6 separate regions of the Mus musculus genome follow, and all the other regions are linked to region 2. The links are chromatin contacts, called in public promoter capture Hi-C maps. All regions are on one chromosome and are shown on one strand. Each heading gives the region's core, a stretch centred on a gene start, on an enhancer-like site or on the middle of the called end of the contact. The rest is flanking DNA. Distances are from core to core; before and after follow the strand shown.

The links. Promoter capture Hi-C pulls out the DNA fragments that hold promoters and counts their contacts. Capture Hi-C pulls out chosen DNA fragments and counts their contacts.
Region 1: a promoter capture Hi-C map of pre-B cells shows a contact between it and region 2. The contact joins the promoter of Emd here to the promoter of Haus7 in region 2. A contact is called at or near these places in 4 of 39 promoter capture datasets (cranial neural crest, erythroid cells, liver and 1 more).
Region 3: a contact with region 2 is called in a promoter capture Hi-C map of erythroid cells, with 2.1 times the contacts expected there. The contact joins the promoter of Fam50a here to the promoter of Haus7 in region 2. A contact is called at or near these places in 3 of 39 promoter capture datasets (cranial neural crest, erythroid cells and pre-B cells) and 1 of 115 datasets of contacts at active chromatin or transcription factors (astrocytes).
Region 4: a contact with region 2 is called in a promoter capture Hi-C map of erythroid cells, with 19 times the contacts expected there. The contact joins the promoter of Irak1 here to the promoter of Haus7 in region 2. A contact is called at or near these places in 5 of 39 promoter capture datasets (the C10 cell line, erythroid cells, hematopoietic stem and progenitor cells and 2 more).
Region 5: a contact with region 2 is called in a promoter capture Hi-C map of pre-B cells. The contact joins the promoter of Ubl4a here to the promoter of Haus7 in region 2. A contact is called at or near these places in 2 of 39 promoter capture datasets (liver and pre-B cells).
Region 6: a promoter capture Hi-C map of adipose tissue shows a contact between it and region 2. The contact joins the promoter of Dnase1l1 here to the promoter of Haus7 in region 2. A contact is called at or near these places in 2 of 39 promoter capture datasets (erythroid cells and liver) and 1 of 9 other capture datasets (adipose tissue).

What each region holds. Positions count from the first base shown.
Region 1 is chrX:74,252,622-74,256,864 of GRCm38.p6, forward strand. Emd (emerin) reads left to right here and starts at 2,066. Exons shown (of 6, transcript NM_007927.3): 1 at 2,066-2,412; 2 at 2,587-2,694; 3 at 2,832-2,909; 4 at 3,122-3,255. The coding sequence starts at 2,331.
Region 2 is chrX:73,457,212-73,461,608 of GRCm38.p6, forward strand. Haus7 (HAUS augmin-like complex, subunit 7) reads right to left here and starts at 1,818. Exons shown (of 10, transcript NM_028633.3): 1 at 1,624-1,818; 2 at 763-878. The coding sequence starts at 1,728.
Region 3 is chrX:74,310,080-74,314,286 of GRCm38.p6, forward strand. It overlaps Fam50a (family with sequence similarity 50, member A), which reads left to right and starts at 2,954. Exons shown (of 13, transcript NM_138607.3): 1 at 2,954-3,246. The coding sequence starts at 3,136. Gdi1 (guanosine diphosphate (GDP) dissociation inhibitor 1) reads left to right here. Exons shown (of 11, transcript NM_010273.4): 8 at 1-55; 9 at 311-455; 10 at 559-613; 11 at 708-1,788. The coding sequence ends at 860.
Region 4 is chrX:74,022,238-74,026,347 of GRCm38.p6, forward strand. It overlaps Irak1 (interleukin-1 receptor-associated kinase 1), which reads right to left and starts at 1,684. Exons shown (of 15, transcript NM_001177973.1): 1 at 1,373-1,684; 2 at 1,129-1,296; 3 at 829-960; 4 at 612-715; 5 at 236-427; 6 at 1-12. The coding sequence starts at 1,508. It overlaps Mir5132 (microRNA 5132), which reads right to left and starts at 1,361; the gene lies at 1,291-1,361. It overlaps Mir718 (microRNA 718), which reads right to left and starts at 1,699; the gene lies at 1,612-1,699.
Region 5 is chrX:74,367,119-74,371,220 of GRCm38.p6, forward strand. It overlaps Ubl4a (ubiquitin-like 4A), which reads right to left and starts at 1,430. Exons shown (of 4, transcript NM_145405.2): 1 at 1,298-1,430; 2 at 1,035-1,140; 3 at 583-791; 4 at 1-468. The coding sequence starts at 1,345. The coding sequence ends at 358. Gm44504 (predicted readthrough transcript (NMD candidate), 44504) reads right to left here. Exons shown (of 6, transcript NR_103489.1): 3 at 3,733-3,893; 4 at 1,298-1,640; 5 at 1,035-1,140; 6 at 329-468. It overlaps Slc10a3 (solute carrier family 10 (sodium/bile acid cotransporter family), member 3), which reads right to left. Exons shown (of 3, transcript NM_145406.2): 3 at 2,099-3,893. The coding sequence starts at 3,754. The coding sequence ends at 2,333.
Region 6 is chrX:74,279,284-74,283,190 of GRCm38.p6, forward strand. It overlaps Dnase1l1 (deoxyribonuclease 1-like 1), which reads right to left and starts at 2,343. Exons shown (of 8, transcript NM_027109.3): 1 at 2,238-2,343. It overlaps Taz (tafazzin), which reads left to right and starts at 3,435. Exons shown (of 10, transcript NM_181516.6): 1 at 3,435-3,833. The coding sequence starts at 3,725.

The sequences.
Region 1 (4,243 bases), core at 816-3,315, 800 kb after region 2:
TATCTTTTTCAAAGATTCACGAAGCTCCATTTCCAGAGACAGAGAGGGCACTGACTCTTAAACCCATCCAACAGCAACTCTTCTTTTTTAAAATTTTTTTTATTACATATTTTCCTCAATTACATTTCCAATGCTATCCCAAAAGTACCCCATACCCTCCCCCCACTCCCCTAACCACCCATTCCCACCTTTTGGCCCTGGCGTTCCCCTGTACTGGGGCATATAAAGTTTGCGTGTCCAATGGGCCTCTCTTTGCAGTGATGGCCGACTAGGCCATCTTTTGATACATATGCAGCTAGAGTCAAGAGCTCCGGGGTACTGGTTAGTTCATAATGTTGTTCCACCTATAGGGTTGCAGATCCCTTTAGCTCCTTGGATACTTTCTCTAGCTCCTCCATTGGGAGCCCTGTGATCCATCCAATAGCTGACTGTGAGCATCCACTTATGTGTTTGTTAGGCCCCGGCCTAGTCTCACAAGAGACAGCTATATCAGGTTACTTTCAGCAAATGCTTGCTAGTGTATGCAATGGCAACTCTTCTTCATTAAGCACTTTGTATGTGGTCAAAACTGGGGTCCACCTCCTCACCATTGCCTACTTTAAACTTCCATAGAGAAGTGGCCTGTGAACTTCACTAAAGTGTCATCAGGTCAACCTAGAACTGAGCAAAGTACTCACTATCACTATCACTTAAGACAACCTGTGGGTTACAACCCCTCTGGCAAACCTTGTCTCCAAAAATATTTACATTATGACTCATAAAGTAGCAAAAATTACCATTATAAAGTAGCAACAAAAATATTTTGTGATTGGGAATCACCACAACAGCATTAGGAAGGTTGAGAAGCACTGATTTAAGAGATCAGGCATCCTACACACTTTTTCTACGCGTACCCCTTCTTCTAGATCTCTCCAATAAAGGGCAGCCTACCTAGATCCACATGACTTTGTGTAGAATATAATGGTCATGGTCACTCTTCAAGGCAACCTTTCTCTGATCCAGATCCTTAGTAAGCCTCCATCAATTCCCATGGTTTGCCTCTAGGCCAGCAGTTCAGAACCTCTGGGGTCGCTATCCCTTTGGATCTCACATATCAGATATCCTGCATAACAAATATTTATATTTTAATTTATAGCAATATTGAAATTACATTTATGAAGTACAACACAATAATTTTATGGGTGGGGAGTCACCACAACATGAGGAACTGTATTAAAGGATTGCAGCATTAAGGAGGTTGAGAAATAGTGCTCTAGGCTTTGTACACTTGTCTAGGTCTCTAAGGTCACACCAAGCTTAGAGACTATTCTACTCAGCCAGAGAAGACCTCTCCCCCCAGAATTCCTCAGGGCCCAAGGTAGAACAGTGAGTATGGCAGGTACAAGGTGTACAGATCTACATGCATCACAGGGCAGGCAGGCAGGCAGGCAGGCAGGCGCCCTCTGATTGTGTGCATTGGCATACCCTGGACCTTTGGAAAGCTGCTTGATCCTGTAGTGCTGGTGGCCACTTGGCCCAGTGCTGGCCCCATTTCCTCGCGAATGGAACTAGGCATTAGAGAAGACGACGGTGGGAATGGGCCTGTGCAGGTGTGCAGGCCAGGGTCATGGAGACTGGGAAGACCAAAGGAGATGGGTAGGGAGTGCCAGGGCTCTGTGGGTGTCTATGTTAGGTGATGAGAGCCCTGTCTGACAGCATACAAAGAGCTCTCAGCAGCGTTAGGCGCTCTGGAAGGGTTCGCTCTCAGGATTGCTTTACACTGCTGTGGATCACACTGTGGCTGAGAATCCTAGGCACTGGAACACCGGGGGAATAAAATCAGGAATGAAGCCAGTAACAAAAGTATGTGAGATCTCACAGGTTGGGAAATCTCACAAGCCGGTTTTGGTCAAATCACTTGCCTCATCCCTAGTAAGTTGCGCTCTAAAGCATCCTCTAGTGAGGTCAGCCAGCTCCGCCCCTCGGCGGCCTAGCTCTCAAAGGAAGTCTCAACCGCTGCCGCACGAGTTCTGAAAGCTCCGCCTTCTCCCTGTTCGAGCCAATCTCTCACAAGCGTTACGTTTCTGTTTGCCAGCCCAGCCTGTTCCCTCAGCTAGACCGGTCTGCACCGGCCGTTCTGGCTAGTTTGGGCCTGCCCTGAGGAGCGCGCGCAACCTGCGTAGCCGCGGCTGTGACGCAAATGTGACGGCGGCGTGACGCGCCCACAGCCGCTCTTGAGGCTCTGGCGCTTCTTCTTCTAGGCTCCGAGCGGTTGGTTTCTTGGGCCCTGTCTGTAGGCCCCGGCCGCCCCTGGCGTTCAACACCGCTTCCAGGTGCCGGCCTTGTCTGCCATGGACGACTATGCGGTTTTGTCCGATACTGAGCTGGCCGCAGTGCTACGCCAGTACAACATCCCTCATGGGCCTATTGTGGGTATGCTGCACCCGGTGGCGCTCAGAACCTCTCTTGGTCCACTGCTTTCCCGCGCTCCTCCCTGAGCGTTCTCCCCACCTCTCCCTCCCCTCAAGTCCCCTCCCCGTGTTCCCTTGTGCTCTTGGGGTGCTCGGCTCACGCCCTCTGACCGCTTCGCACCCTGTGTCTGGGCAGGTTCCACTCGCAAGCTCTACGAAAAGAAAATCTTCGAGTACGAGACCCAGAGAAGGAGACTCTTACCCCCCAACTCGTCATCTTCTTCATTCTCCTATCAGTTCTCAGGTGAGCCCTTAACTGCAGAGCCCCAAAGAGCAGCTTGGGGCACACGTCTTAGGGAGGGAGGGTGTGGCCGAAGCTATTGAGGGAGTAGGGGGAAGGCTGGAGATCGAATGGTCCTGTCCCTCCTCCTTCACATGCAGACTTGGATTCAGCCGCCGTGGACTCAGACATGTATGATCTGCCCAAAAAAGAAGACGCCTTACTTTACCAGAGCAAGGGTAAGGCAGGTATAGGGTGGGCACTGATGTTTTTATCCCATGCTTCCGGGATTTGGGCACAGGGAAACCCCAGACCTCCCTCACCTCCTTGTACCAGTTCTCAGTGGCTTCAGAGGGGAGAAACTGACACAGCACACACAGGCTGGGGAGGGAGAAGAGGAGGCCAGTTAAGGGGCACCACTTTTTCCTCTACCACTGTTTTCCTCCCCAAGACTATAATGATGACTACTATGAGGAGAGTTATTTGACCACCAAGACATACGGGGAGCCTGAGTCTGTGGGCATGTCCAAGAGCTTCCGCCAGCCGGGGACCTCACTTGTAGATGCTGATACCTTCCATCACCAGGTGAGTTGGCTGGTAGGTATACCTGGGGTGCAGCCTTAGGGAATTCTAGGTTTGGATAGGTGCAGAGAGTGGATCTTAGGCTTTCAAATCTGGTTAGGGTCAGCATACAGCTGTCGGGTTAAAAATTCTATGTTGGAACCTTCAAAACTATTGGATTTGGGGATGCTCAGCAGAAGAGTATTTACCTATGGTTTCATCTCCAGCAGCACATAACAAATGTTTTGGGGTTTTGGCTTTTTTAAAAGATTTAATTACTTTAATTATACATATGTGTGGCCAATTTTTGTTAGTTTGTGGGTATTTCCCCCCCCCCACTTCACCCCCAGTAATGAAAAATTCCCAGAATTCCAAATATCACACAATTGTAGAAACTATCTGAAACTCACAGAAACACACCTTTGCTAAAAGCATGAGGCAACTCATAGTTAGCTGCTGTGAAGCAGCCCCATATTCCACACCTAAGATTAAAACAAAAACATATTCTTACAATATTTCTGTGTTTCTTAAAAAAGCCAAAATTCCAGAATTCTCACATACATGTCTGTGGGTAGTATGCATGAGTGCTGGCACCTACAGAGGTGAGAATTGTCATATTCCCACTAGAGCTAGAGCTACAGGTAGTTGTAAACTGCCTGATGTGTGTGCTGGAAATTGACCTCAGGTACCTAGGAAGAATAATATGTGCTCTTAACCAGTGAACCACCTCTTCAGCCCACAAACTTTTTTGATCAGAGAATATGTAACAGCTCCTGCACTCTAGTAATTAATCTACGATATAGATTTAAGCCTCCTGAGAATCCAGGGGAATAAAAGGATGCTGGAACAAAGTCAACAGGGTTAGTAACTGAGCAGCAAGGCCCCACAGATAAAGAGGCTCCACATACTCAGAATGGGGGAGGGGGGGGCAATTTTCTGGTCCCTATGATATGATTAGAGCAGGCTAGCCAGAGACATTTAAGGAAAACCATTCTTCCCCATTTCTAATCCT
Region 2 (4,397 bases), core at 568-3,067:
CAGTCTTATTTTTAAAGAAGGTTTATTGCTACACCACCCATTCATTCCTGTACATGCTGCCTGCCTATGCTGCTGTTGTGCTACCCTGGCAAGACTGAGTTGGAACAGTAGCTGTCCCTTCATATAAAATGCCTTGCTGAGCTCTATTTTAAGACACTAGAAGGCCCCTATAGTAAAAGAAGCTCTGATGACTTGGCTGTGCAGCCCTGGCCTTCAGGGTTAAGCACACAGATAAGCTCAACAATGAGGCTCTCGAGTAAGCATCTGGCCTTGAGAGCTCCTAGCTGGACAGAACTGGTTCCACAGAAAACTGCAAGGAAAAACTCCAACAACTTCCATTCCACTGAAAAGGCCTAGGCTGTCCTAGAAGCACTGCCCTCAGGATGGACTAAGAAAAACCTCTGTTCTTTGCAAGTTGGGGTAGAAAAGAAGGGAAACAATCTAGAAGGCCCGTTTCTGTCACTGGGTTTCTGGGCAACGTCCCTCTCTGATCATCAGGTGCTGTCCAAGCTGACAGTAATCAGAGCTCAGTGACAAGAACCACATCATATAGCCTCAACACAATCAAAAGCCCAGGAGGCCTGGTGCAGAAAGGGCTTTCATTAAAGTCCATCTTGTACTGCCAGGGCCACCTCCCCACCATCTTGGTCATGGCTCAGTTAGCTTTCCTGGAGCTGGCTTGGTTATGGGACCCTCTAAAATGACACATTCCCATCTCCCCCAGAAGACACTTCATGGAAAGGAAAGAACAAAGAGCATTACCGTATACACATCCATTCCAGTATGTCCAACCGGTACTTTGAGGGCCTACACAGCAGCTCCATAATTGTCTTTGGTTCTGTAATATACAGGCCGTCGAGGAAGGGGCAGTTTACACCCTAAACAAGGAAAAGGCAAGTCAGAGGAAGCCGGTTACTGTGGGGTGGCTAAGCATTTCTATCAGTTTGTGCCCCTTCCTGGCCTTGTCAAAAGTTCAAGTCCCTCATCTTCACCCTACATTTGCTCCTGTGACTTGCTGCCCCACCACTTTTAAGTGTGTTCCCTCTGGGTTTCACGGCCATAAAACTAGGAACATGCCTGAGAATGGGTTAAGAAGACTACGATTAAATCTGAGGGGCAGTGGAGGGAGACTGAAAGTGATCACTGAGTCAGTAGCAAGGGGAGATGGGAGGGAGGTTAGCAAGGGGTTCAATGGGCCTGGGATAGCTCCCTAACTTTACACGGTCATGCTCCTCACTGCTGCATGTACCTTAAACCCACCTGGAGGTCACTGTCTCTGACCCAACAAAACGGCAAGGTGTTCAGCCCATCTGTCCCCTCAAACCCAACTCCACCCACTTCCAGCTCTTTGAGATTGGGGCCCGCGTTCTCCATTTTTCATGGGCTCCAAGTCCCCAGCCTCAATCTTGCAATGGTCTGTTGGAACAGCACGAGCAGAGGTCCGAGGACTCCAAAGACCTAAGACAGATGGTCCGCAAGTCGCCCCCCCCCCCAAAGCTTTGCCAGGGCCTGCCACTGTGGACCCCTGTGGTGCGGTCAATGTCCACAGGAAGCTCCAAATGGCACTGGGACGGGGCCCCACCTGGTCCCCTATCAAGGAGCGGTTCCCCTGGCTCACAGTACCTTCAGCTTCTCGAACACCTCTACAGCTGCCTTGACCACGCAGTCATCACCCACATCTTTGTAGTAGCTGTCATCAGACCCGGCACCGGCACCCTCCTCCGCCATGTTTCGCGCTCTGAACTACAACTGGTTCACGCCCCCCAAGCTTACAGGCCGCCGCCACACTGCTAAAAGCTCACCAGTTTCTTAGGTCTCTCCGCCCACCAACCCGCGCGGCAGGAGCGAAGCCAACCATCGGGACGGGCGTCACAAAGGCCCACCCTCTTTTCCAACAAGCCTTCCCATTGGGCTGCCGCTCTGTCACTGCCTGCGCGCACCTCAGGGAGCAGGGTGCAGAGAAGAGGGTTGGGCGAGGATAGGACAGAGGCGGGCTAAAGGCGGGGCTGGAGGGGAGAGGCAGAGAGGAGGAGGCGGGCCGAGTAGGACTTAACCAAAAGCTGAGTAGCTCCTTTTAGAGGCAGAAGTGAGGGACTCAAAGAGGTCGGGCTCATCCAGGAGGAGGCGCTCCTACCTTGTTCAGGTTCTCTTTGGCAGTAGATGGATCCTGACTGATGAAGGCAAGCTTTGATAGAAAAACTAAGACCATTTCTCGGCCCAAAGTTCTGTCTTGTCTCCTTTGCACACAAAGTCAGAGGGAAAGTTCTTAAATTCAAATCTGGCTCTGCCAATCACAGGCTGTGTGACTTTTGTTTTGGTTTGTGTGGTCTGTTTTGTTTGGAGAACTTTGAACCAGGATTTGGCTTTGTAGCCCAGACTGACTTCAAACTTGTGATCCTCCTGCCTCAGCCTTCAATGCACTGTGATAACAGGTAAGCATTACCACACCCAGAAAACTTTGGGCCAGTTACCTAACCTCTCTGTGCTTCCTTGCCCTCAAATAAATGTTGGATAATGAGAGCACCTACTTCATTGGTTTACAAATGAAGATGAAAAGAAGCAATCATTTCTATGAAATTCCTAAGGTGAAGTCTGACAGGTAAATGTTCATTGTTATCATTATGCTGACCAGGCCCCACATCTCCATCCTACCTTTGGCTTTCATGGATGCTCTTGTGTCTCATTCCCACTCAGTCCGCTTAAAAATCTCTCTGTAGCCGGTTGTGGCGGCACACGCCTGTAATCCCAGCACTTGGGAGGCAGAGGCAGGCGGATTTCTGAGTTTGAGACCAGCCTGGTCTACAGAGTGAGTTCCAGGACAGCCAGGGCTACACAGAGAAACCCAAGAAACCCTGTCTCAAAAAAAAAAAAAAAAAACTCTGTATCTCAGATTCAGTGAGAGGCCCTGTTTCAAAAAGTAAGATGTCTCAGCCATTAAGAAATCTTAATGGCTGGTGCTCTTGCAGAAGACCCAGGTTTAGTTCCCAGTACCCATGTGGCAGGTCACAACCAGCTATAACTCCTGTTCCAGAAGACCCAAAGCCCTCTTCTAAACTCCTTGAACACAGCATGCATATGGTGCATAGACATAAATGCAAATAAAGACGCATGCACATAAAAATAAATATTTAAAAATAATGTAGAGAACAACTGAAAAAGATACCCAACAATGACCTTTGGCCTGTATACTCTCACATACTCTTCCCATATATATGTGTGGGAACGCGCACACACACACACACACACACACACACACATAGGGAGAGTTGTTGCTAGCAGGCAACTGAAGTCCTCTAACTGGAGAGGTCTCTCAGTGGAATCCTGGAAGGAGGGAGTAGGCAAGAGCTTGGGGGTAACAGGAAAGGGCCCTCAGACTGGCCCTGCTGAGGAGCCAGGGCCTAATTCCTTATAATATCAAGCTCTTCAGAGCCTCCCAATTTCAGCTGAAAAAAATCTGAGTAGAGGAAGGCCTAGAAACTTGGTTCAGGGGCTCCATTCTTTGCAAAGTATTTAGTATTTCTATCCTCCACAAGGTTGCTGCGACCTCGGACCTTTTCTGGAATACAAGGGGAGAAGGGGCTTTTGGTTGCTTGTTTTCCATTTTACTTTCTGTTTGGTCAAGTTTTACTTTTTCCTGCCATTTTCTGTTTTTGTTTTTTCTTCCTTTAAAAAAAGAAGAAAATTTCATTTCAATCATGACCCAGACATTCAAATTCTTGTGGGTTTTTCCTGTGGATCTTTCCTAGGACTGGGGAATTTGGCGGGAGAAACCGCTGTAGTGTGGCTGCCTCCCTCCACCCTTCCCGTAGCCTCTGCTCCAGAATCTGCTCCTGAGGAACGGAAAAGAAACCAACCCCTGTGTATTCTGGAAGAAAATCCTCCTTCTCCACCCAGTCCCAGGGAGCCAAAGCACTGAGCAGGTCTTTCCCCAACTCAGCAACTTTCTCCTCAGCTCCAGGTTGGGCCTAGAGAAGCAGAGTCCATCCACAGAAACCGAGGAGGCCACAGCAGCAGGAGGGAGCCTACCTTCCTATTCAGTCATGGCACCTCCGCTGGAGACTAGGGCGGACATGTAGATTGTTGCGCGCGCTCAACTGGCCAGGAAGAACGACGCTGCTACAGGATCCTTCTGCACACGTTTATTCAGTCCTGATTCTTCTTGTTTATATCTCCCTTGTTTATATCTCCCTTGTTTTTATATCTCCCTTGTTTTTATATCTCCCCTGTTTTTATATCTCCCCCGAACCCTGGGCCTCTCACTCCTTTTATACTCTCTCTCATCCACGCACCGCAGGCCACGCCCCCTCGCCAGTCGTGAGGCTTCAGCTAATCAGGGCAGCAGGGGCAAATCTCCACCAAATTGGATTCACCTGTATCCTGGTACACCTGCGCAGCAC
Region 3 (4,207 bases), core at 1,704-4,203, 850 kb after region 2:
GATGCCAATTCCTGCCAAATTATCATCCCTCAGAACCAGGTCAACAGGAAGTCAGGTAGGCCAGGCTGTTATGCATCTCTTCTCACAAGAAATCTTAGGGCTTCTTGTGACATTTTGTTACAGAATCCCTGCGGCTTGGATGGCTTGAGCTCTTACCTTGTTCATGAAAATGACAGTTTGAATGCTGTTTACATGTTGGGTTGGGAGCAGGAGCATGTGGGCCAGATTCCTGTCTAGCCTCTAGGAACTACTTTTTGTGTGTGGCCATTTTCCTCTGGTACATGTTAACCAATTGGCTTCCCATGGTCAGACATCTATGTGTGCATGATCTCCTATGCGCACAACGTGGCCGCACAGGGCAAATACATCGCCATTGCCAGCACCACTGTAGAGACTGCAGAACCAGAAAAGGAAGTTGAGCCTGCATTGGAGCTGTTGGAACCCATTGACCAGAAGTGAGAGGCTGAACCAAACTTTATGGGGAGGTTGGGGATTAGGAATGGGCAAGGCCCATTATGAGACTTTTCTCTTCTTTCTTTTCTTTTATTTGCCCCTTAGGTTTGTGGCTATCAGTGATTTATATGAGCCCATTGATGATGGTTCAGAGAGTCAGGTAAAAATGCTGTCCCAGTCAGCCTTGGTTCTTGCAGTCTATCCAAGATCCTCTGCCTGACTTCCGTGAGCCCTGGGGTTCTGTCTATTTACAGGTGTTCTGTTCCTGCTCCTATGATGCTACCACACACTTTGAGACAACCTGCAATGACATCAAAGATATCTACAAACGCATGGCTGGTTCTGCCTTTGATTTTGAGAACATGAAGCGCAAACAGAATGATGTCTTTGGAGAAGCTGATCAGTGATTGCTGACTCCCCTCCTCCAGCCCCTGTTCCCCTCTCCCCAACTTGTATGTCCTTCTCTAGGGCAGGGGAGATGGTATGGCTAGGCATCCTTGTTTCCAGCATCTTCTGCTTCCCCTACCACATTCCAATCACCCACCTTATTGATTTTATTCACTGACCATATCCTTAACCTTAGGGATGGTTTGGGAGATGGGAGTTGGATAGTATCCTCTTTCTTGGTCTGTCCTTGTTCTAGGGAAAGAGAACTTTGTGTGTGTGTGTGTGTGTGTGTGTGTGTGTGTGCGCGCGCGCGTGCGTGTGTGTACGTGTGTGTACGTACGTGTGTGTGCGTGTGTACATGTGTGTGCATGTGTGTGTGCATCGTGCACCCCCAATTTTGCTGTTTGGGAAGGAGTGGAGGAAAAGCTGACCCCCACCCCCACTGCTCTTAGTCCCAAATGTAGTGGCCTTTGGAGATACCCATCTCCTCCCCCAACTCTTAGGTGTTGGAGAGAAGGGACCCTCCCAGCACAAAATTGCATTCCTCCTCCTCCTCCTCCTCCTTATAATTTATTCTAATTTATTAACTTTGGAGTAATTGTCTGAGCCCTCAGCCTTTCTGTGCAGCCTAGGGCTGTAGAGTGAGCTGCCCTGGCCTCTCCCAGTGCTGGCAAAGCCTGGGATGGGAGAAGATTTAGGTGTGACCCCCTCTGGAGGTTGATCTGTTTTGAATTTCTTTTGTGTTGTGTTCACTGAGAAAAAGTAATGTGAGCAAAGCAGAAGGAGGTAGGAAAGTGGATCCAAACCCCAGTGTACCCTGCCCCATGCCTTTTCCTTTAGTGGTGGGAAACCCTTACCTTGCAAAGTGAATGTGTCCCCTTCCCCAAGCTCTAGTATATTTCACAGAAAACAAAAACCTCCCAATAAAACTATTGAAACTTAAGCCTGGCTCTTTAGGTTCTCTGCTTTAAGGCTGTTTTGCAGGACTGGGGCAATTTAGCTTCTGGACTAGAACTGTATCCGCAAGGATCAAGGCAGGTGAAGTAGGTCATCTGGTGTTGGACGGGTCATCATTTACTAGTGGTTTCCAAATCAGAAGTCAGTGTGGAGGTTTTGGGTTCAAGGCTATACTGACCTCTCCGAAGCAGAATAGCACAGGTGAGATGGTTCAATGCATAAAGATATTTTCTATGTGACCCTGAGTTTGATCTTTGGAGCCCATGTAAAGGTGGAAGGAGAAAACTGATTCCACAATATGACCTCTGCACATGTTCAGTGGCTTGTGCACAACATGTAAACAAACACATTTAAATTTTTATGTGTATGGCTATTTTGCCTAGGTGGGTGTGCACAACTTGCATATCTGCTGCCTGCAGAAGCCAGTATCTCCAGGAATTGGAGTTACAGTCAGTTGTGAGCTATTTGAATGCTGGGGATCGATTCTGGGTACTCACCATTGCCTGAGCCATCTCCTCTGCCTCACACAAATTTTTAAAGGAGAGGTATCAGGAGTCTCAGTCCTGGGGGAGCAAAGGGACCTGGACCTAGCCTTGGATGATAGCTAAAAAAATTCAGCTGGGCAGGGGTGGCACACACCTTTAATGCCAGCACTTGGGAGGCAGAGAACAGGCCAATTTCTGAGTTTGAGGCCAGCCTGGTCTACAGAGTGAGTTCCAGGACAGTCAGCTACACAGAGAAACCCTGTCTCGGAAAAAACAACAACAAAAAAATCCAAGCAACCAAATGTGTCAGTGTGTGACCAAGCAGGAGGAAAAACAGCCTCCGTGGGAAGGGGTACACCTGACTGAGACATGGCTCTCAGTTCCATCATCCAAGTTGGGAGCAGCGCGCTCAGCCTTGGGACTAACAGAAAGAAGTTAGGAGGAATGGAGGGCCAGCTTAAGATAGCATTTAACTTTGAGGGTGTACAGGAAGCTAGAGGACCCAGCTCCATGTCACAAGGAACCAGCAGAAAGAACTGGTGATTTCGCATTGGGTATGGGATGAACTCGTCCGGCCTCCTGTGAGGCGGGGCGAGGTGCGATCACGTGTCAGAGCCGCGGGCGTAGGGCAGGGCCTGCGTCCGCACGTTCCCTGGTGGCTGACGTCACGCATCAGCTGACTAAATTGCCGCCGCCACTGCCGTCGCCGTCGCCTCCACGACTTCTCCAAGCAAAAGTCACTGTTGCCGCTGTCGTCGCTGCCAACGCCGCCGCTGCCGCTGCCGCTGCCGCTGCCGCTGCCGCTGCCTCCGCTGAAACCGCCACTGCCTTCGCTGAAACCGCTGCTGCCACCATGGCCCAGTACAAGGGCGCTGCAAGCGAGGCGGGACGCGCCATGCACCTAATGAAGAAGAGGGAGAAGCAGCGTGAGCAAATGGAGCAGATGAAGCAGAGGATTGCAGAGGTGTGGGCCAGGCCGGGGCACCTCAGAGCTTGCGCTCCGCGCGGACCCCCTGGCGGTCTCCTGCCACTCGTCTCTGGGAGACCTCAACAGTGGGCTATGAGTGCCCGGAGGGCGGGCCCCGCGTTGGTGGCGAGACTTGCTGTGCATCTCTAGTAACAGAAGTCAGCCGAGACAGTCTAATCTATAAAATGGGCTCAGTGTTGGTCCATGTCAGAGATGGGGAGCACACTGATGTTGGGTGAGACTCCTTGGCACTCCTCCTGAGTACAGAGCTCCCAGCCTTCCAATGCTTATTGGGAAGACCCCACTTCCTGTGGAGAGGCACAGGGGTATGCCACTGAGTCTCACTCATTACAGAGTACTAGAGTTTCTCCCAGGGTTTGTTTAGTGAGTGGTCGCTGCATTCAGAAGCGCGATACCAAGCTGACCACAGCTTGATCCTTTGGGCAAGACTCCTGAGAGGAGCAGGGGGCCTTAGCTCTCCAGGTGAGAGCAGGCCCTATCTGGGGAAGTGAGAAGACAAACGCCCAAACCAGTCTTCAGTTGGAAGTTTTTTTGTTTTGTTTTGTTTTTTGTTGTTGTTGTTGTTTTGGTTTTTTGAGACAGGGTTTCTCTGTGTAGCCCTGGCTGTCCTGGAACTCACTCTGTAGACCAGGCTGGCCTCCAACTCAGAAATCCACCTGCCTCTGCCTCCCAAGTGCTGGGATTAAAGGCATGTGCCACCATGCCCGGCCAGATGGAAGTATTGTCCACCCTCAACTATGCTTGTATAGACACCTAGTCCTACAGTTCCGGCCTCATTGCCTCATTGGCAGCTGGAAGTTTGCCTCTACTGGCTACTCATTTGGAGGTCCCTTCAGAGTACCTACAGGGCACTTATTAATATGGGGTCAGGCTGAAGAACAGTGGCCTTCCAGAGAGCTGCTGACAGCATCCTGGGCCAAAAAGGAGAATTCCAGGG
Region 4 (4,110 bases), core at 434-2,933, 560 kb after region 2:
TAGGTCAGCTTCCTGTAGCCCCAGGCATGGTGGGGTAAGAGGTAGGGAAAGTAGGTGACATGAGCCAAGCTTGCCAGTTGTTTCCAGGCCCAAATCTATGGAAGGCTTGGGGTCCTTGAAGGAATTGCTTGGGGAGGCTGGAGACTGCAGAAGTGAGGGGCTGATGGAGGGAGGAACTAGACAAATAAGGACTGATAGATTGTCTTCCAGGTGTCTACCCCAATGTTACACCTACCTCCTTCAGTCTCTTCACAGCATATGTAGTATTTCTCATGACTGCTCGGTACACACATCCAAAACCACCCTCTCCAATCCTGAGTTCTTCAGAGAAGTTGCAGGTGCCTTGGGAAATCTCACAGAAGGGCCAGCAAAACGGGGAGGGATGGGCTCTTTGGAGGCCAGACACTGGGCTCTCTGGGCTTGACTGCTGGAAGAGACCATGGACCAGGCGAGGACCCTATCTATTCCCTTTGGTCCAGGTTGAAAGCTCCCTTCAACACTAGTTGTCTCTCAGATGACCTGGCTGTGCTGATTTGGGCTCTGTGGTACACCAAAGGTTAAGTTTCTTCCTCTTTGTCTGGAAAATTCCCTGGGGGTTAAGAGACACCTACCTTGGTGGAGGAAGGGGCTGAAGATGGTAGTGGTGGCCCGAGGGAAACAGGGAGTGGAACCTGGAGGAGCTCTGACTCAGAATGGGTCTGGGAGCCTGGAAAAGCTTCATAAAGATGGCAGTGAGAGGCAGAGACCAGCAGCAGTCTACAGCCATGTCAGCAGTCATGGTGGCCTTTTCCTCAGGCATATCAAGCCCAACACCCGGGTTCTTTTTACCTGGGGAGAGGAAGGTGGAGGCAGAGGACTGCAATTTCCGGGGGCTCCAGTCCCCGGCCTCAGAGCCTGCAGAGATGCTGCTGGGCCTTGGGGCAGCGGTGCTTGGGGGCACAACGGGGGCAGGAGGGTGCCCTGGGATAACAAGGAAGGAAAGGAGGGTTGTGACTCAGAGCTCTCTATCTCTAAGTGAAGGGGTGGGGGGGGGGGAGTTCCCATATGGTTCCCTGTCTCAGGAAACTCTGTACCCGTCACCCCTCTTGGGTTCCCATCCCTAGGGTCCCTGGGGCTATGCTCGCTCACAGGCTGTGATGATGTCCCTCGCACGCAGCAGCTGCAGGTGCGTGAGGATGTGAACGAGGTCAGCTACGCGCGCGTTGCGGTTGATCCAGGGCCACAGAACACTGGCTGTGCGCTGCTCGGAGCGCTCGCACAGCCGCAGCTCTGTCTGGTCGCGCACGATCAAGGCCGCTGCGGGATGGGGAACATCAGGCTTCAGCTCCAGAAGCCTGAGTCCACCACCCCACGCCGGCCTGCCGTCACCCACCGAACTGGCACCAGTCGGCGGGCTCCAGGGCGTCCATCACTTTGTAGAAGCGGCACATAACCCAGGGTGGCACCTCGTACAAGAAGTGCTGGGCGCCTGGAACCACAGGCTCCCCGGGGCCCGGCCCCCCGGCCATGGCCGCCGCCGCCGCCCCCGGGCCGAGGCCTCTCGGGGCCTCGGCGGGCGCGGGCCTTAGCGGGCCGGGTCCGCGGACACTGACTCACTTCCCCTTCAGGCCGGCCTCGTGCGACACCCGGCCGGGCGGAAGAGGCGGCGCTCGACCCGCCGCCATCTTGCCCTCCGCGGCCTTCCGCCACACGGGGGCGTCCCGCGCCGCCCTTGACGCGGGGAAGGAGCTCTGCTACGTAGGAGGGAGTCCCTAATGGGAGAACCGAGGTCTGTGGTCCTACACAAACATCTGAATAGGGCTGAACAGGATGAAGAATGACTTCCAGTTCTAGAGACAAAGGGCACGATGTTTTTACACGATGTTCTACAAAGGCAGTTTATGCCAAGCCTGGTGAAAGTCACGGAGAGGCTACCCTCGCTTTAGTTGGGGAGCAGTTTGAGAGCCAGCCAAATTGTTGGTCAGTCAGGGTTAAATATGGGTAACAAAATGGCCCTCTGGCAGACTGTAGTCATTTGGTGATAAGGATGGATGCCCTGAGAATGGTCTGGAAGAGTGTATACCATGCTACTGCTTGTGTGCTAGATCTCCATGCCCCCACCACGCCCCCAGGAACCTTCCAGCAGCTGGGCCAGCAAGTGTTAGATCACAGAATCTGCCTGTGCAGGATTCTAATTAGCTTTCCAACTAACACATTTATGTCTCTTAACATACACATGGTGTTCGGCTCTAAATGTCCCTTTCCTTTTTCTGTCACACTTTTATCTTAGTTTGCACTTCTCTCCATAAGGATAGTAGGGTCTAGCAGCTTCTCCTACCCCTTTCTAGAGTAGTTGTTGGTGATACCACCTGTTGTGACCTTTAGCCACATGAATGAGTGTCTCTTGCCTATTCCTCTACTGTTCTCCATTCAGGGTTTTCTTTGGCCTTTTTGGTCACTATGACACACATCTCAGCGCACACTACTTTCTCATTATGCTCTCTGAAGTCCTCTTCATATGAGTGCACTACTCTTAGCATTAGCCATTGCCACTCACCTGCACAGACTGTATGGCTTGGATAGTGCTCCCTGCTCAGGTGGTCTTCCTCAAGTACAAATCACTAAAGCCCAGCTCTTTAAAAGAGCTGTTAGGAAGATGGCATAGCCAGCCTCTGTCCACCCACCTGAACTTATATACACCAACAGCCTTAAGCCAGATAGAACTCTTTAGATGTTGGGCTTGGTGGTACACCCCTTTAATTCCTGCACCCAGAAAACAAAGGCAAGTGAATCTCTGTGAATTTGAGGTTAGCATGGTTTAAGTTCCAGGTCAGCCAGGGATACAAAGTGCAACCCTACCTCAGATCAAGACCAAACCTGAAAAAAACAAACAAACAAAAAACAAAACAAACAAAAAACCCAAACCCTGTTTAGTAGGTGTCCTGAAAAGAACTTATTCTGTTCTGAAATTGAGTTTGCATATACACCCCTGCTGTAGCCATTCCTGATAAGATTGAACATAAACAGCTGTGGGGAAAACTTCCTAAACCCAGCTCCTCTCTTGAACACACCTTGAGCTTGCTGGAGTTCTGTACCTCTAAACTTTTCTCACTTCTCACTGCCCAGGGATGATCCACAGGCAGCAACTTGGTATTCCTTGTTTGGCCAGCTGAAAGCATGCTTGTAAAGCGGCAGCTTTCTTCTCCTGACCAGTTTCCCCAACAAACACTTTTTGTCATATCAATCCTAACTACAAAGGGTTCTCTCTCACTAGCCTGACCTCTAAGGAACTTATAGTATGTCTTCAGAAAGGTCTACACAAGATCCATGGCTGGCTCCCACTGGGGCCTCTTCTTTGAAGCCACAGTAATTGTGGCCACTCTCAAGATGAGGTCAAACTAGATGTGGTGGTGCATACCTGTAATCCCAGAACTCTAGAATCAGAGGTAGGAAGATAACTAAAATTTCAAGGGCAGCTTGGTTTACAATGCATAGTTCCAGGTCAGCCAGAGCTACACAGTGAGACCTTATTATAAAACAAAGCTTGGCATGGTGGCTCATATCTGTAATTCCAGCACTTGGGAGGCTGAGGCAGATCACCCTACATACTCAGTTCCAGGCCAGCCTAGAGTAGAAGTTGGACCCTGACTAAAACCAAAACAACCCAAGAGGTTAACCATATGCTGAGCTTCCAGTGGTTTCTCATGGGTCAGTCTATATTAAGATGTGCCAACTCCATTATCCAAAATTATCATGTGTATATATGTTAAACTCTATGGGCAGGGATTTGGTCCTTTTTATGGACGGGGGACTCTCAGTGTCTGGTACACACCTGGTACTCAGTGTATTCTCCATGTCTATAGGTTGAATCATCAATCCTTTCATGTAACATTTGAGGCCAGAACTTCAAGATAGCTTCTAGGTATGCTCACAATTATTTGTGACATGCCATTATCCTCTCCTCCAGGCCATATCAACCTATGGAGTAGGTGGCTGCAGAAGGCTCATATTCTTACAGGAAACCAGTGACACAAGGACTCCCTTTGGGCAGTTCCTCATAGTTGGGAGGAAAGTGTTAACACTATGGCACACCAGGACCTAGCAGCTGCCCCTGCCACACTGGTCAGGAGA
Region 5 (4,102 bases), core at 180-2,679, 910 kb after region 2:
GTGGTTTCCTGAGGGAGTCTTTTGAGGGTGTATGCTGAGTGGGCTAAATGGGAATACTAAGACCCATCTCTGAAAACAGCACACTCTTTCTCCTACAGAGGCACTTCTATAGGCTGGCTAGACTTGGACCCTGTCTGTCCCAAGCCATTGCTAGGTGTCTCTACAGTGCAGCCTCAACTTTGCTGTGGGAGGCAGAAGAGAACTCAGGCCATGTACTTTGAGTACCTAGCACCTAGCAAGAGCTGGATACATACCAGCTATTATTATCACTATGAGCCAAACTGCGACATGAGAACACATTTAATGCAACATGCAGCTGTGGCCTGACCTGGGATTTCTCCCCACAATCCCAGAATGCTATTTGCAGAACCCTTTTTCCATAGCCTCAGTCACTTCAGGGTGTAGAAAGCGGCTGGCCAAACGTTCGATGTCATCCAGTGTTAGGCGGCTCAAGGACCTGTCATAATCCTGAGGAGAGAAGACCGAGTGTATTCAGAGAGGCCAGTGGGGAAGGCGTATGCTGCATTAGGTAGGGGACGGGTAGAAACATTAAGAATGGAGGGCCAGCATTACTCTTCTCACCCTCTGTAGTTGTTCCAGGACCCTGCTGGCATCTGCTACACTGAAGTGACGGGCCAGGACTTTGGAGATCAGCTGCCAGATGGGGGTGGCTGGGGAGTCGACCAGTCTGTGGGCAGACCCTTCTTCCAGTAGCACCTTCTCCAAAGGCTTAACAACTAGGTTGAGCTTAGAATTGGGCCCAATGTTGTAATCTGACAGTCGTTTTTCATCTGCCAAAGAGAGATTGGTGTGGTTCCTTCCTCACTGATGTGGAGGTGGCTGGGAAGCAATCCTGCCACAGACAGCCAGAGTGAAGCACTGCAGCATCTGGCTATGGGGTGGTGGGGTGGTGATGGCTCAGCTACTTTTCTGAGGTCCAGTGGCAGCCAGTGCCCCGATCCACTACACTGGCCTGTACATCCCGTCCCCCAGCTTTCTGTAAAGCTCCCTGGATGGCTCCTTTCCCTGATTACCTGCTAGGGCCTTGCCCTTGAACAGCAGACGTTGCTGGCGCACAGGGACATTCAGCTTATCCGAGACCAGGTGCTTCAGTGTAGACACTAGCTCGTCCTCCGCCACCTGATCCGGCCGAGGTGGAGAGGCAAGGGCTCAGCCCGAATTCCCTGGGCGGTGAAGCCCTCGCACCCCCTCCTGAGGTCAGCTCTCCCGGCCTCCCCCACCCGCCCTCGGCCCCCAGCGGCAGGAGTGAGTGCAGCAGCCTGCGGGGTGACTTTACCTGTAGGCTACATTCCCGGCCCTGGAGCGCCTTCACGGTCAGCTGCATGGTGTCCACGGCCCAGTCCACTACGGCCAACGCAAACACCAACGGTCCCCTGCCGCGCGCCGCCGCCCCGGAACCGCCCGCCGCCGCCGGAAGCCGTGAAAGGGGCGCGCCCGCCTCGTGGCTCCCGCCTGCGCATTCTTCAGTCCCGCCTCCCGGCCTTCGCTTCTGCCCCGGCCGTGCCTTGGGTAGAGTCCACCACCTGGGCTTAATGGCGCGGGGACGTGGGGATGCCCCGCCCACTGGGATCCAAGTGAGGTACCTGTGGGGCCAGGCTTGCTTAGTCTGGGAGCTGTGGCTTGAAAGGAAGGACCAGAATGTCAGCCTCACTCCAGGCCCGGCCTGTGCTAATTCCCACCCTGCTGGTGGACCAAGTCAATGCAAACACGTGGTGGTGTCTCTCAGATACAGAAATGGTCCAGTCCTGCCTGTCATAGCTTAATGGCTTTCTACTTCCTTTCTAGTCTGGCTGCAAAAATATCCTGACTGAAGCTCGGAAGTAGTGCTCTCTTCACTCCTTATAGTGCAGAGGTCTGCCCTGTTAGGTAGGGCTGTTAGAGCAAAGCCTTTGTAGATCTGAGGATACAGCTCAAAGGTACATGTCTACCATGTGCAAAACAGAGTGAGGAGGAGAAAGTGGGTTCTGTGCAGGGTCACCAAGCTGGTTCACTGTTCTGGCCCATATCCGCCCAGACACACTCTTCTTACCCCAATCCACAGGCTCCAAGGGACAGACTGGAAGGGACCCGAGCTTGCTTTTGTTTTTTTGGTTTTTTTTTATTGAAATATATTTCTGGGCAATACCCAACTATCTAACTCAGCATGGCCTCTTTGGCACTGAAAGCTGGGGCGAAAAGGAGTAAAAAAATAAGCCTGGATTTGTCTTGAGTGCATAGTGCATGAGAACTAAAGGCCTTTGGTACGGTACACAAGAACTGTGGGAAGAGAGGAGTATGGGGGCTGGAAGTTATAAAACTTGATCCAGAGGGCTCAGGGAACAGGAAACAAGATGCTATAGATGAACTGGCCAATAACCAAAGCCAACATCTCGGAGGTACCACTCAGTGCCACAATGAAAGGGGCCTGAGAGGCATAGTCTGCTTGAAGGCGGCGCAGAGACAGCTGTAGCATGGCTAAGGCTAGCAGGCTGTTTTGCACCCCTACCTCAATGCTGACTGTTCGTCGCTGAGCCACTGGCAGCTTCAGGCAGATGGCCAGGCTGTAGCCCACCAAGAGGCCAACAAGAGGCACTGTGAAACCCACCAGTACAATGGGTAACCTGACTCCCACTAGGATGAAGACCCCCATGTGGTAGGCCAGGAACAGGCCACCCAGGAGAAGTATAAAGCTGAAGGGCTTGATGACCTGTAACAGTAGTTCAGAGAACTTGGGGAGCTTAGATTTGATCACCACACCCGCTGCTATGGGGATGGCGATAAACAGCAGGGTCCCCAATATCTTGGAGATGGGCACGTGGAGTGTTTCATGGATGCTGAGAAGGTAGCTGTAGATGGCTGATGAGAGTGGTAGGAAACCAGTGGCAGCTACTGTTGAGATGAAAGTCATGGAGATGGCCAGGGTGACATCTCCTCCAAGGAGGAGACTGAAGAGGTAGCTCCCTCCACCACCAGGTGATGAGCAGGTAATGATGAGGCCCAGAGCTAAGGCCTTGGGTAGCATGAAGACTTTGGCCATCAGGAAAGCATAGAAAGGCATGACCAGAAACTGGCCCAAGAGGCCCAACAGCATGGGTTGGGGGCTCTGTAGGAGCTCCTTCAAAACTTCAAGTTCCACTTTGCAACCAAATGAACACTTGTTGACAAAGATAAGAGGCAGAAGCAAGTAGAGTATTGGGTTCTCTGAGAAGTGGCCCAAGTTGGTGTTGAGAGCAGAAGGGAGGTCTTCAGCAGGTGACACCCTGATGCAGAAATCTCTCCGTTCTTCGATCAGCAGGGGTGGGGCCTCATAGAAATCCATGAGCTGGAGGTGGAGTGGGGCCAGCCCAGCTAGACCTGAGTGGATGCCTACCACAAAGCCACCTCCACTGCTCCAGGTTATGGCACTCACATTCTTAATGGTCAGCACCTCTGTGTCCAGGGATATAACCTTAAGTATGGGGCTGGGGCCTGTCCCATTGGTCTGTCCAGTGTATTGGCTAGAGATCACAATGATACCCTCACTCTTCTCAGGGAAATCAAATTCTGTCACTGAGCCATCCCCAATACTCAAATAGTGACCACTTGTGTGGCCCAGAGCAGTGCTGATGTTGGCACTGGCCATCACTTGAGCTCCCCATGGTAGGCTGATGAACAGCAGGGCAGTTCCAAGCATGCCTACAAAACCTGTACAACCACCCTGTCCTCCCAGGCCAGGCAACTGCTGGGAGCTACCTCTGCTTTTCTTGACCACCATGGCACTTCACAAAGGATAGTTTTTTCAGGCCTCTTGTGTCTTAGGGAGACACCCTTGCTTGTGCTGTTGGAATGTCCTGAGAAGGGTCCATGGGAAGGTCCTGGTCCTATATTTTCTTCCTTGATAGCAGGATTTTTTCCTGAAAAGAAAAGGGGTAAAGAAAGTGGTTAATGAAGAGGAGAAATTGCAAGCTTAGGAGCATGGGGCTCTCAGACCTTTACCTCTAGTTTTGAAATAATGCTGGCCCTTGAATGTCATTCAGCCATCTCCTCTTTCAGCACAGCTGCCTCAAGCTTCTCAGCCCTCAAGAGGGGAATCCCCACTCAGGCTGCCAAATTACATGGACTT
Region 6 (3,907 bases), core at 1,093-3,592, 820 kb after region 2:
TATTTTTAATTATGTGTATGTATGTGGAGGTATATGCACATGCAGATGCCCAAGGAGGCCACGCAGGCCCACTGACATATCTTGTCAGTTCAGAAATTCTTTTCCATTATTTAAAAAGATGTATTTCACATTCAGTTATGTATATGTCTGTAAGTGGGTATGTTCATATGAGTGAAGGTACCCTCAAGGACCAGACATATGAGATCCCTCTTAAGCTGCAGTTAGAAGTTGTGAGCAACCCAATGCAGGCACTAGGAACCAAACTCAGATCCTCTACAAGAGTGGTAAACACTGCTGAGTGACCTCTCCAGCCTCTCTTCTTCTTCTTCTTCTTTTTTTTCTCCAAGACAGGGTTTCTCTGTGTATCCCCCAGCTGTCCTGGAACTCACTCTATAGACCATTCTGGCCTTGAACTCAGAGACCCATGTGCCTCTGTCTCCCAAGTGCTGGGATAAAAGGCGTGCACCATCATGCCCGGCTGTCTTCTTCCTTCTTAAGGATGATTAATATTCCAGTGTATACTCAGAAACACTTTGTCCATCAGCATTGGGGTACACCCACTACTTGAATTCTTGTATTTATTTATTTAATTACTTTATTTTTAATGTGTGGTACTAGGGATTGAAGATGGGGCCTTATATATGCTAAAGATGTGCTCTACCACTAAGCTATAACTGTAACCCTGTAGTGATTTGTGTGTGTGTGTGTGTGTGTGTGTGTGTGTCAAACTGACCTTAAACTTCTGATCCTCCTGCCTCTACCTCACCCAAACTGGAATGACAGATGTATACCACCAAGCCTGGTTTATGCAGTGCTGGAGATGAAATCCAGGGCCTCATATATTGACTATGTAGGGAGGGCTATACGATGTAAGCCTCATAATTGGGTAAGCACTGTACCAACTGAATCACACTCCAGTTTAGCAATTTTGAAAATTTTGAGCACCTTAGTTTCCTGAAGCAGATCAGCTAATTCATGAAAATTTTATTTTTAATTTTTTAAGGTACACCAAATTTTTCCATAGCTTTTGTGCCATTTTACATTTTCACTAACAATGGGGATGAGGTCAACCCTTATTCTTTTAAGTTAATTGAGTACTGCTGGGTGGTGGCGCACACCTTTAGTCCCAGTGCTTTGAAGGCAGAGGCAGGTGGATCTCTGAGTTCCAGGCTAGCTGGTCTACAGAGTGAGTTCTAGGATAGTCAGGGATACATGGAGAAACCCTGTCTCAAACAAACAAAGAAACTGCTACATACTATTTTCTATATAGCACCTATTGCTAGCTAGGGCATAGACAGTCCCAGATTCAGGAAGGTCCAGTTTGTCCTATCCATATTAGAAACTAAAGCATGAACCTCTTCAGGAATTTCTTTTATTTTTCTTAATTGTTTTATTTTTCCACATCTATTTGTGTGTGTTTGTGTATGTATGCACATATGCATGGGTCTAAGTCAAGCATGTTTTTTCCTTCTACCAAAAGGGATCAAACTCAAGCGATCATGTTTGGCAGTAAATATCCTTATCTGTTAAGCCATTACACCAGCCATCTTTATATCTTTATATATATTAATATTAATAAAACGTGGGTGTGTCTCAGTTTATAACCAAGGCTGGCCTGGAACTCACTATGTAGTCCCAGGCTGGCTTCAACTTTCCTGAGTGCCCTGGAGCCCCTCAGAGCATCTGTCTCAGGTTTATCTTTGTCTCAGACTCACCTCTGCCTTACCATATCTTTTGAGCTCAGCGCTTTACCATGTTCTCTGTACATGTCACATTCTTGAAGCCTGGGGCCCTCTGCTTCTGTCTGCTTGTTTTTCTTAGTCATGCTGTCCCTTTCTCCTCTCTGTTAGTTTCTTCCTATCTGGCTGGTTTGTTCTGTCTTCCTGACTCTGCACATCTTAGTGTTTCTGCCACAGTATCTTCCTAGCTGGCCTTGATATTTGTTTCTCTCTGGTCACCTGTTCTGTCACTCATACTTATTTTGGTCTCCTTGCACTGGGGTGTCTGTTTTGGAATACATGTGAGCACTGGGGCAGTTCTGCACTGGCCAAGCTATATTTGGAGACTGAGACCACTAGGACTCTGAGGATGAACCAGAAAGAATAACTGTTCCTGGCCTCAGCATAATGCTTCCTAGTCTTCCAAAGACAGCTTTAGCTTGAAATTCCCTTTCCTTCTGAAGTTCCTCCCCAGTAGAGACAACCTCCTCCCTTTCCCTACCCGCAGGATTCTCATACCTCCACAGCCCAAGTCGGCCCCACGCCTGCCTCAGCGTTGAACCGAATAAAACATTCCACTCCACAGAATCGCAGCTCCAGCCAAGGCGGGTAAGGACGCGCAGTTGGGTGTGTGTGGGGGGGAAATGGGAAGAAGAGGCGCGGGTTTCCAGACACACCCAAAGGGGCCGGCTCCACAACTTTCCCGTCCCAAGTAGCAAGGCTGAGCGCCACCCTTCAGCCCAGGAGCTGGTTTCCAGACCCACCCAAAGGGGCGGGCCATAAGCAAGGCTGAGCTCCACATCCCTGTCCAGTAGGCTGTGCCTGAGAACTGGCTACCTGCTGGCCCACCCCGCCCATGATGGGTGTTTCTTTTGCCAAGCGAATAGCAACTTGGGGAGCTGGCGGCCTCTGCTCGACGAATCCGCCTGAAAGCAAGTCGAGGAAGCGTCCTTGCTTGTTGTCGCAAACATGCCTACTATCACCCGTGCCAAGAAGCAGCAGTCTATCATTGAACAGTTACCTGGACCTAGGGAAAAAGGTGAGGTAGGCTTGCTCATTCTTTGGCCAGTTCCCCTGCAGCAAAGAGCAGAGCAGAGGCAGTCTTCTCTCAGGGTCCTCAGGCCCTGAACCACAATGTTGGTGCGCACTCCCAAATTAAGTTTGCCTGTGTGACGACTGCTCAGAAAACCCAAAGCAAAGGACCTTATGCACAGGATGGGTAGCGCGACTGACCTGTTCAGGTCCCCACTGGAGTGGCAGTTTAGAAAAATGCCTCATGGCAGAAATTTGTTAGTTCTGGTACCACATGAATACTAGGCAAATGCTCTATCGTGGAGATAACCAAATGCCCCAACCCCCAGATCACTGGGAGAAATAGTACAATAAAAGGCAGAGAATAATAGACGCGGACACCCGATGCCCTTTTCCGGTCTCTGTGTGAGCCTTCAGAAGCATGCATAACCGGATACACATCGGGTGGGACAGGGAAAGAGAACAAGTAAAAAGTTTCCACCAGCCTACGACTTGCGTAGCTTCAGGTAATGGTGCTGTGTAGCTAATGTCGCCTGTAGACACTAGAATTATGGAATCAAAGAGACGCAGCACTGCTTAAGGCGGTTTGGAGCCAAAACCTTGACGGGGGAGGGGCCGGAGCGAGGCTGGCGTAGACCCGCCCTGGCAGCCGTCAAGCAACCTAGGCATGTTTTGCGACAACAGGCAAGGACGCTTCCTCGAGTTGCTTTCCGGCTGATTCGTCGAGTGAGGCCGTCAAGACTTGGTTTCTAGTGCGCATTGCTTTGTACAGCAGTCCCGTCTCGTCGCCTGAGCAGCGGCTCTTCTCTATCCAGAGAACAGTGCTAGGGAGGTGCTGAGCTGTTCCACCAGGTGACCTTAGTCTAGTCCTCTGCCAGTCTGTTGGAGATCCTTCTCCTGAGTGGTAGAGGACATCGGCTGGCCTGGGGCAAGAGGAACTCTGGGCTCCGGGGGCGGGGCCGGAGCCGGAGGAGATGCCCCTCCATGTGAAGTGGCCATTCCCCGCGGTGCCCCGGCTCACCTGGACTCTAGCCAGCAGCGTCGTCATGGGCCTAGTTGGCACCTACAGCTGCTTCTGGACCAGTGAGTGGCAAAAGGCCAAGGCAGAGTCTGTTCACAGGCCTCTGGCCTGGCTGGGGGTTTTCGGACTGGGAATA